3 separate regions of the Gossypium hirsutum genome follow, and all the other regions are linked to region 1. A link is a contact called in public Hi-C data. All regions are on one chromosome and are shown on one strand. The core of a region is the stretch at or near the end of the contact, and the rest is flanking DNA. Distances in the headings are between cores, read along the strand shown.

The links. Hi-C and Micro-C count contacts between places; a contact is called where the count stands out from the background.
Region 2: a contact with region 1 is called in a Hi-C map of leaf, with 3 times the contacts expected there. The contact joins the promoter of LOC107951235 here to the promoter of LOC107951221 in region 1. A contact is called at or near these places in 10 of 34 Hi-C or Micro-C datasets (hypocotyl, leaf, petal and 1 more).
Region 3: a Hi-C map of leaf shows a contact between it and region 1, with 1.8 times the contacts expected there. The contact joins the promoter of LOC107951271 here to the promoter of LOC107951221 in region 1. A contact is called at or near these places in 4 of 34 Hi-C or Micro-C datasets (all in leaf).

Annotation. Positions count from the first base shown.
Region 1 is chrA08:11,652,668-11,655,367 of Gossypium_hirsutum_v2.1, forward strand. It overlaps LOC107951221 (protein LIFEGUARD 2), which reads left to right and starts at 1,443. Exons shown (of 4, transcript XM_016886188.2): 1 at 1,443-2,056; 2 at 2,154-2,267. The coding sequence starts at 1,807.
Region 2 is chrA08:11,513,448-11,516,328 of Gossypium_hirsutum_v2.1, forward strand. LOC107951235 (protein TIFY 4B) reads right to left here and starts at 1,562. Exons shown (of 10, transcript XM_041075854.1): 1 at 1,221-1,562; 2 at 964-1,106; 3 at 654-823. The coding sequence starts at 1,338.
Region 3 is chrA08:11,487,681-11,490,472 of Gossypium_hirsutum_v2.1, forward strand. It overlaps LOC107951271 (ETO1-like protein 1), which reads right to left and starts at 1,434. Exons shown (of 5, transcript XM_016886269.2): 1 at 376-1,434; 2 at 1-285. The coding sequence starts at 509.

The sequences.
Region 1 (2,700 bases), core at 193-2,692:
AAGGAAAAAAAACAGGAATTTGCTTACAAGGAACCATCTCATAAAGTATATGCTTTGATTAAATTGCTTTCATATATATATACTTCTTTCCTCGGCGACATCCACAATAAGTTAGATTGGTTACATTATAAAATATATTTTAATTGACATTATGGGACAACATTCCATTACAATCATAGAACCCAATAAAAGTAATTAATTGACAAACCAAAATTCGAAAAAGAATCACGGCTTTTATATATATATATATATAAATAACATTAAAAATTAATTAAATAATAAATTAATTAATTACGAAAATAAAATATTTGTTATCAAACCTCTTTTTACCAAAGAAAAAATAAGGGATTAATTGTCAGGTGTTGAAACCACAACTTTCAACCATCTTTTTCTCTAATAGAATTTTTTAAAAACAAATTATCAGTGCCACTAATGTGTTAGGTGACATCAAAAAATTATTTTTTTTCACTTTTTTTTGGCTCTTTTAGCCAAATCCATTTTATTTTTTTAAAAGGGCAACATCCAAAGTTAATTATAATAAACACCCCATTTTCGTAATTAATTTGTTTCCTATCCATTTTTGTATTTAATTATTTTTTAATATTATTTTTATAAAAAAATTTCTAATCACATATTTCTCCAACATATCTCATTAGGTTTGAGAGCATGTAACAAAGGAGGTAATTTTTGAACAAGCGTGATCAAATATGTCATTTCATATATCTCATTCCCAATCAGTTGTGAAAAAAATTGTTTATCCCTGCGTTTTTTATTTTAGAGTTTTTAGCTCAACATTCTCTTATAAATCTCCATTCACCAAACATTACAATTAAAGGGTTTGATTACTCAATCATCTATTTATGCTCAAATCAAGTAAAAAAAAAGCCCAAAACTCTTATTATTAAACACTCTCAATACTTTTTTGAGAATAAGAAAAAGAAATCAATATTTACAAAAGTCTATCCTTAAAAAAGTTAAAATATAGGTTATAAGTTCTTGTATTCTTCATAAATTTTAATTTTAATCCATATACTTTTATATTTAAGAATTTAGTCATCTTATCATATTTTAAAATTCAAGTCTAAATGGTAATACTGCTAAAATTATTTTGTTAAATTTAGGTTTACTATAATATCATTTTTGTAGTTATATTGCTATTAAGTGAGCAATTTTTTTTATTTCAAAATATCATACCAACAAATTTAACAATAAAAATTTAGCAATACTAATTGGGTCTGAATTTCGAAATCATAAAAGTAGAGAGACTAAATTCTTAAAAATAAGAGTCAAAAGAATAAATTCCAAATTTAACAATAAAAATTTAACAGGACTAACAATTGAATCTAAATTTTAAAATCTAAAAAATAAAGAGATTAAATTCCTAAAATAAAAATCAAGAAATTGAATTCTAAATTTACAAAAAATACACATTCAAACTTAAAATATATTTTTTTTACAAGAACCACAAAGTAAATAGAGGAAAAAACGCAATTTTCTTTTGTGGAAACAAAAGAAGTTATATAAAATTTTTCTAGATTAATTAATTTAATTGACGGAGTGAAAAGTTTGGTATAACAATTTCTTAGACTGAAGAATCAAGTTCCCACAAGATTTTCGTAACTATAAAATCGCCGTTTTTATATTAGATCCTATAAATTTCATCCTTTTTCGCAACCGATAAAAAAAACCCAATCCAACAAAAAAAAGTGAAATCCAGCACAAAAGTTAGAAGCAATTCCCCCCATTGTTTTTCAACTATCTATTTTTGAATTAATACTTTGAATTTGTATTCAATTTTTTAGGATAATGTGTAGTCCGGCGGAGAGGAAAGGTGATGCAGAGGCCGGACCACAGCCTTTGTATCCGATGATGCTGGAACCGCCGGCGTTGAGGTGGGCTTTCATTCGGAAAGTTTATTCCATCGTGGCCCTTCAATTGTTGGCTACGGCGGGGGTAGCGGCGACGGTTGTTTTTGTCCATCCGATAGCTCGTTTCTTCGTCAGCACCGGGGCTGGCTTGGCTCTTTACATAGTCCTAATCGTCACGCCTTTCATCAGTGCGTGCTTTTTTTTTTTTTTTTGCTTTTATATTCTTCTGTTATTTTTGTTGTTGGTTATTTGTGAATAAGATAGAAATGTGTTTGGCGTTGGTAGCTCTTTGTCCGTTGTATTACTTTCACCAGAAGCATCCATGGAACTATCTTCTGCTTGGAATTTTCACCATTTCTCTCGCGTTTGCTATTGGATTGACCTGCGCTTTTACTCAAGGTATCATATCTGTGTATACAACACATTCAACAAAATATCTTATGTTTTTATGTTTTTTATTATTCAACTTAAAACTTTAAATGTTAAGATTTTTAATTTTACCTTTTAATCAAAATTTCATCTTAATTTATATAATTTTATATATTTATTTTTCATATTTTTCTTGACTATTATTTCATAATTTAGTATATATTTTATATAATTGTTACTAATTTTATATTACTTATAAAATCCTTATGGTTAATCACTTAGAAAATTATTTAAAAATTAATAAATTTTATTATAATAATATTTATGTCTTTTTGTTGATTTTATATATCTTTCTTCTGTGATTATTCAATTTCACAAATCAATTCAATAAATTAACTCAATCATGAGATTATTTAAATATTATTTTTATAGCTTTTTTTAAAACATATTATATGAAATTTTT
Region 2 (2,881 bases), core at 312-2,811, 140 kb before region 1:
ACATTTCTTTTATATCTACAACATCATTCCATTTTAATGGTGAGACCAATCAACTACTCTATTATAACAGTTATAGTATCAAGATCCCTCTAGAGTTACACTGTTATGACTTACAAACTAAATAAATCAACAGTTAGGGTAACACCACCTCATTTAACATATGTTTAATACCAGCATCCATCCCCCCATGCATCCCATGCCACTTGTGACACAAATATGCACCATCTAGTTATACACCAATTTATGGTTAGAACTTTATTGCATAGCAATGTGAATAACTCATAGGATCGTCCAGATTGTACGTCTAATAGTGTTGGGGGGGGGGGACTTATGATTGGAAAGCCGTTATTGTTGACCGATAGACTTGATAATAATTGCAAGCAAAAAATCCGGAAAAGTAAGATACCAAGCAGATATCCGTGCACATGTGCAAATTCTCGTTCCATTCACGTTGAAATGATAATTTTATACCGTTGACTCTAGAAACATTCAGTCACGAACAAGCTTGACCAAAATAATATTGGATCTAATTTCCTATAGAAAAGGATACTCAAGGCCCTCAGATGCTTTGAACTTAGGTCAAATGCTTTATTCCATGCAAAACTAGGGTTATTAGAACATGGAGACAACAGAGAGTAAATTTAACAAACAACCTTGGAGAAACAGAATCATTAGCAGAGACGGCGGTTTGAACGGAATTTTCGCGAGAAAATTTGAATTCCGAGGGATCTGAACGGATGCGAGGAACGGATTCGTTTACCGGGACCGAGATCCCTTTATGCCGTGTCGTTTCATTCGGTTGAACGGTTGAATCAGAAACGAACTGCAAAATTTCTTATTTAATTCAACTGGTTTGACTAAAAGAGAAAAGTTCCAGAGATATGTGTCCTGCTTTTCATGCCTCGAACACAAAAAAAAAATTTAAAATATATTTATACGAAATAATAAAAAAATTCCACGCACACGAGGCGGATTTTGCGGGAAGGGAACGTGAAGTTTCTTGGAAGCTTCGACAGCTTCAGAATCCGATGTCGTTTCTAGAAGAGTTTTCAGTGAGATGACCTGCTGAATCGCCTGCGATTTGTTCCACGAAGGTCTCCGCATCCCTACGAGCAAAGAAAAACAAAAGGATTTCAAAATTAAAAACAACACACACTCTCACACACACTTTCCAAAAGAGGCAAACAGAAAGGAAAAAAAATAGAAGAAGAGAAAGAGACCTTTTTCTTTGAGGTAAAGGCGGCAATCTTCGCGAGTGACCTGAGAAATGTCATCCTCGGTGAGCTGGTTGAGAGGCTTGTATAGAGGTGACCGGGAAACCATTTCTCCCGTTGACATGGCGTCAGGTTTCCAGCTAACTAATCAACTGCTGCTTTTGGAGCTCTCTAATTTCTTAGTTTCTTCGCCAAGTCGCAGTGAGGTAGATCGATTGAAGAATAAAGGATTTCCCTTTTTACTCTCGTCAATGATTTTCTGAGATTACTAATTTCGTAATTTAGGAACCGTTCCAGGGGCTTTTTTGTTAAGAGAGATTCGGAAAAGGAAGGGCGTGAGTTCGAGAGAGGCTTTAGGCTTAGGTCGCGGGCTTTTTTAATTTTTATATTTTTTATTCAACTTTATGTAAAGTTATTGCCACCCCAGGATGCCACGTAATTGTTCGCTTTTCGTCTATTTACCATATTGACCCACTAATATACTGTATGGTCATAAAAATCTAAAATGCATTTAAACAGTACAATTTGTCTGGTTTCGGTGGGTAAAATAATGAAGGCTGTATAGCTCCAATTTTTTAAATCATGAAGGTGGAAAGCAATGTTTTGGGAAGCTGGTTTGTGGTTGAAGATCACAAGTTTTTTAAGGGTTAACGAGGGGTATATGTTAGAAAATTGGACATTACATATATAATAAGGATAATTACATATTATTTTTTATTATCATGATAGGTTAACTTAAATTAAAAGTAATTTAATTTGGTTAGAATTTTATTAGGCTTTTAATTATTAAATAAAATATAGGTCAAATATGTGTAGATACTCTTCTAATTAAATTCTAATTAATGATGGGCTAATTAGAATTTGATTAGAACTAATATGCTAAGCTTATAAATATTAGGATTATGCTCCCCAAATTATACACAAGATATATTTTCTAAGATCCCACTATTAGGAAAGAGGGAGCAGATATTCTCTGAATTTCTTGTGTGCTAATTTGGAAGATCAAATTCCCAAAATCCAGAAAGTTTTAAGGAATCCATGGATTCAAGTACGCTTCCGCATCTAGTTTTGTTCTTAATTTATTCTTGATAATATGACATGACAGATCCTAGTTTATTAAGTTGTATTTTAGATTTATTTTATAAATCTAACAAGTGACATCAGAGCCTCTTCATATCGAATCATTGGGAATTGATTCAGGTTCTTCATTTGAATAATTGATTCATAAAATTTAATGGGTTTTATATTTCGAATATATATGTTGTTTTTTTGAAGATTTATATTAAAGTTTTTTATTATATTGAATTCATATTAAAAAAATTTTTGGGTGATTTTCGAATTAATAGATTCAATTATAAATTTTAAAATATTTGTGTAATATTATTTGATACCTACGTTTTTAAGCTTTATTTGAAAATATTGTCATTCAATTCCTGTATATTTGCAAGGCATGTGATTATCATTATTTTAATCATATATGACATTTAAAAATATATATAAATGTATATATAGAAATTGATTCATATATTTGTTTTGTTTATATATATAAATATATAATATATGCATGCTTTGATTGGTTTATTGTATGTGGTTTTTGGAAAATTATATAAATATATATGTTTATCTTTTAATTTGATTGAAAGATAAAATTAAGGTAAATATTTTGG
Region 3 (2,792 bases), core at 184-2,683, 160 kb before region 1:
TCAACAATAAGTTCTTCCCCTTGCTTCTCATACTTCAACCATGCCACAAACACAAGCCTCTCATGGACCGTCCCAGCCTTCTGCCAAGCAGACCGGAGGCTTCCCCGCATCAATTTGGTTTCCCCAAGCCCTCTAAAGATCTGAAATTGTAATAAATACAGATTCGACCTCTCTTGCAAAGAACACGATTCGAGTTCTTCATGAATTTGAGCTAAGACTTCTACATAATCAACAGGTTTAAAGAATGGCACTATGGGTGGCTCAGGAACCTTGATAAATGATTCTCTACAACAATTATACCAACAAAACAATCTCAATAAAAAAAATGAAAACCATAGAAGAATCCCAGAAATGAACCAAAAAAAAAAAACTTACATGGATGAAGAGGCGGTGGTACATGAAGATGATAGTTTGGAAAATTTCCCTCTTTCAACTTGGAGCCAAGACTGAGGATTAATGGCATTGAGCTGTGTTTCTTTACATGAATCAGATGGAAGGAAAGCCCTCATTGGGCATAACAGATTAAACAAGTCCCAGATCTCCACAATAGCCAAATTGGGTCTTTTCTCAAAAACTCAAAAAGTAAAAATAAACCAACAAAAAATCCTTCAAAGAAAGGGAGAAACACAGAAGTAAAAAGAGGAAAAACAGTCACACTAATCCTATTTAGTAAATGAAAAAAGAAAAGCACTTCCTACCTCACCAAGCAACAAAGTTTCTATTGTAAACATTTAATACAAGCAAACAAAATTCCAGAAACAAACAATCATTCACTATATTTTCAATATGGGTATCTTATAACAAGCTGGGACAACCAAGAATTTACACAAAAAATAGTGGGCTTCACAGTAAAAAAAAAAATTCCTGGTTGATTCTATTCCACAAAAGAAAAAAAATGAAGATCAACTAAGTTTTGGTGTTAAAACAATTAAGTAAATGGTCTTTGCTAAAAAGAAAATAGTTTTAAAAAAAAACTAAATTAGAAACTACCAATTAGCCACCAACATCTAACAGTTAACCAAAGATCTTTACCCCAAAGGCTACCAAAACCCAAATTATAGCCTTTAACAATAAAGCCAAAATTTTTTTTTAAAAAAACAACAATAAAGCCAAAACACCTTAACAAACACACTCTTATGATAGAGACAGAGAGAGAATTGGATTTTGGGGGTTTGGAAAATTTGAAGAAAAAGCAGAGCTGAGACTTTTTAGAAGGCAATGGGATGGGAGATCAAAGTTTGAACGAAGTGTGGGAATCCAAAAGGGAAAATATTTTCTTAGTTTTCCACCTTCCTATGCTTTTTGTAACGTTTCTTTTGTTTGGTAGAAGGGAAAGTTTTTCCTTTTACTTTTTTCTCACACTTTTCCTTGCGTTGGAGACCAGAAAGATTGCAGGCATCTACTGTTTGTTGGAAGTACCCCCAAAGAATAACTAAAATAAACATCAATCCATATATTAATTACATATACATACGTGTCATAGGTCTAATTTTACTTTCAGTCCCTATACTCTTTGCAATTTTAAATTTTAGTCAATCTATGTTTATAATTTAGTTTTATACCTGTCTATAGGTAAATATGCATTTAGTATCTGAATTTGGCTTCAAGGTTCAAATTGGTATCTAAATTTTCTTTTTCTGTTCAAATTAGTACCTGAACTTAGCTCCATAGTTCAAATTGATTCAAATAAGTCATTTACCATAAGTACTAATTTGGATGATAAAGCCAAGTTTAGGTACCAATTTGAACCAAGAAACTAAGTTCAGGTGCCAAATTGGACTAAAATAAGTTTTAGGTACCAAATTTAACCTTAAAGCCAAGTTCAAGTACCTAATTAGACAAAAAAACCCTTAAGTATTAATTTGAACCCTGAAGCAAATTTCAGGTACCAAAATGTGTTTTATTCCCTTGTTTAATTTAACCAGTAAATTTCAATAGACAATATTGTGAATGCACTCCCCTTAATTTTAAATATGTATAATTTGGAGGGTTAGTTTTTTTTTTTTAATTATCATGTGTTTTTTTATTTGCGGAGTAGTTTATTAAATATTTTCTCAAATTTTAATCATTTGAAATTATTTTAATGTGAATAATTGAATAGATTTATATTTGATGCATTGTCTGTGTATAAGTATATATTATTAGTGAATTATATACCACCTATTAAAAAATATATATTTATATTAAACCTTTAATTGAGTTAATGTCACGAGTCAATCAAAGCATCAACTTAGTTAAAAATTATTAAAATGACATTTTGCATACAAAATAAGTTATATAATCATGAGTGCACCTAACTAAGGGTTGAATAGTCTGCTTGGCCCAGTAAGCTCAGCCTGATTCAAGTTGAGCTTGGACAATGATTTTTTCACTTCGGCCCGACATGAGCCTACCCAATTTCAATTTAAATAATAAAAAATATTTTTAAAATTAAAATTAAATTACAAAAATATATAAAATAGTAACTAAAATATATTTTTCATATTATATTAATTTTTAAATAGTAAAATGAATTTTTTGGCAACCCGGCCCGAAATCAAGTTTGGGCTTGACAATATTTGAGAATCAGGCATTGACTTAATCCGGCCCATGGTTACCTCTAATCATGAGGATATTTTTGTCTTTTTATATTTTTTTATATAAACTCAATAAATTTTTAATCTTAGTGATATTTCAACCTATGATGTATAATGAATTTTATATATTTAATTTTACCATTTTAACTAAATATTCGTTTGATTTTTATATAAACTTTTGACATTATTAATTATATAATTTTTTTTCACTGATAT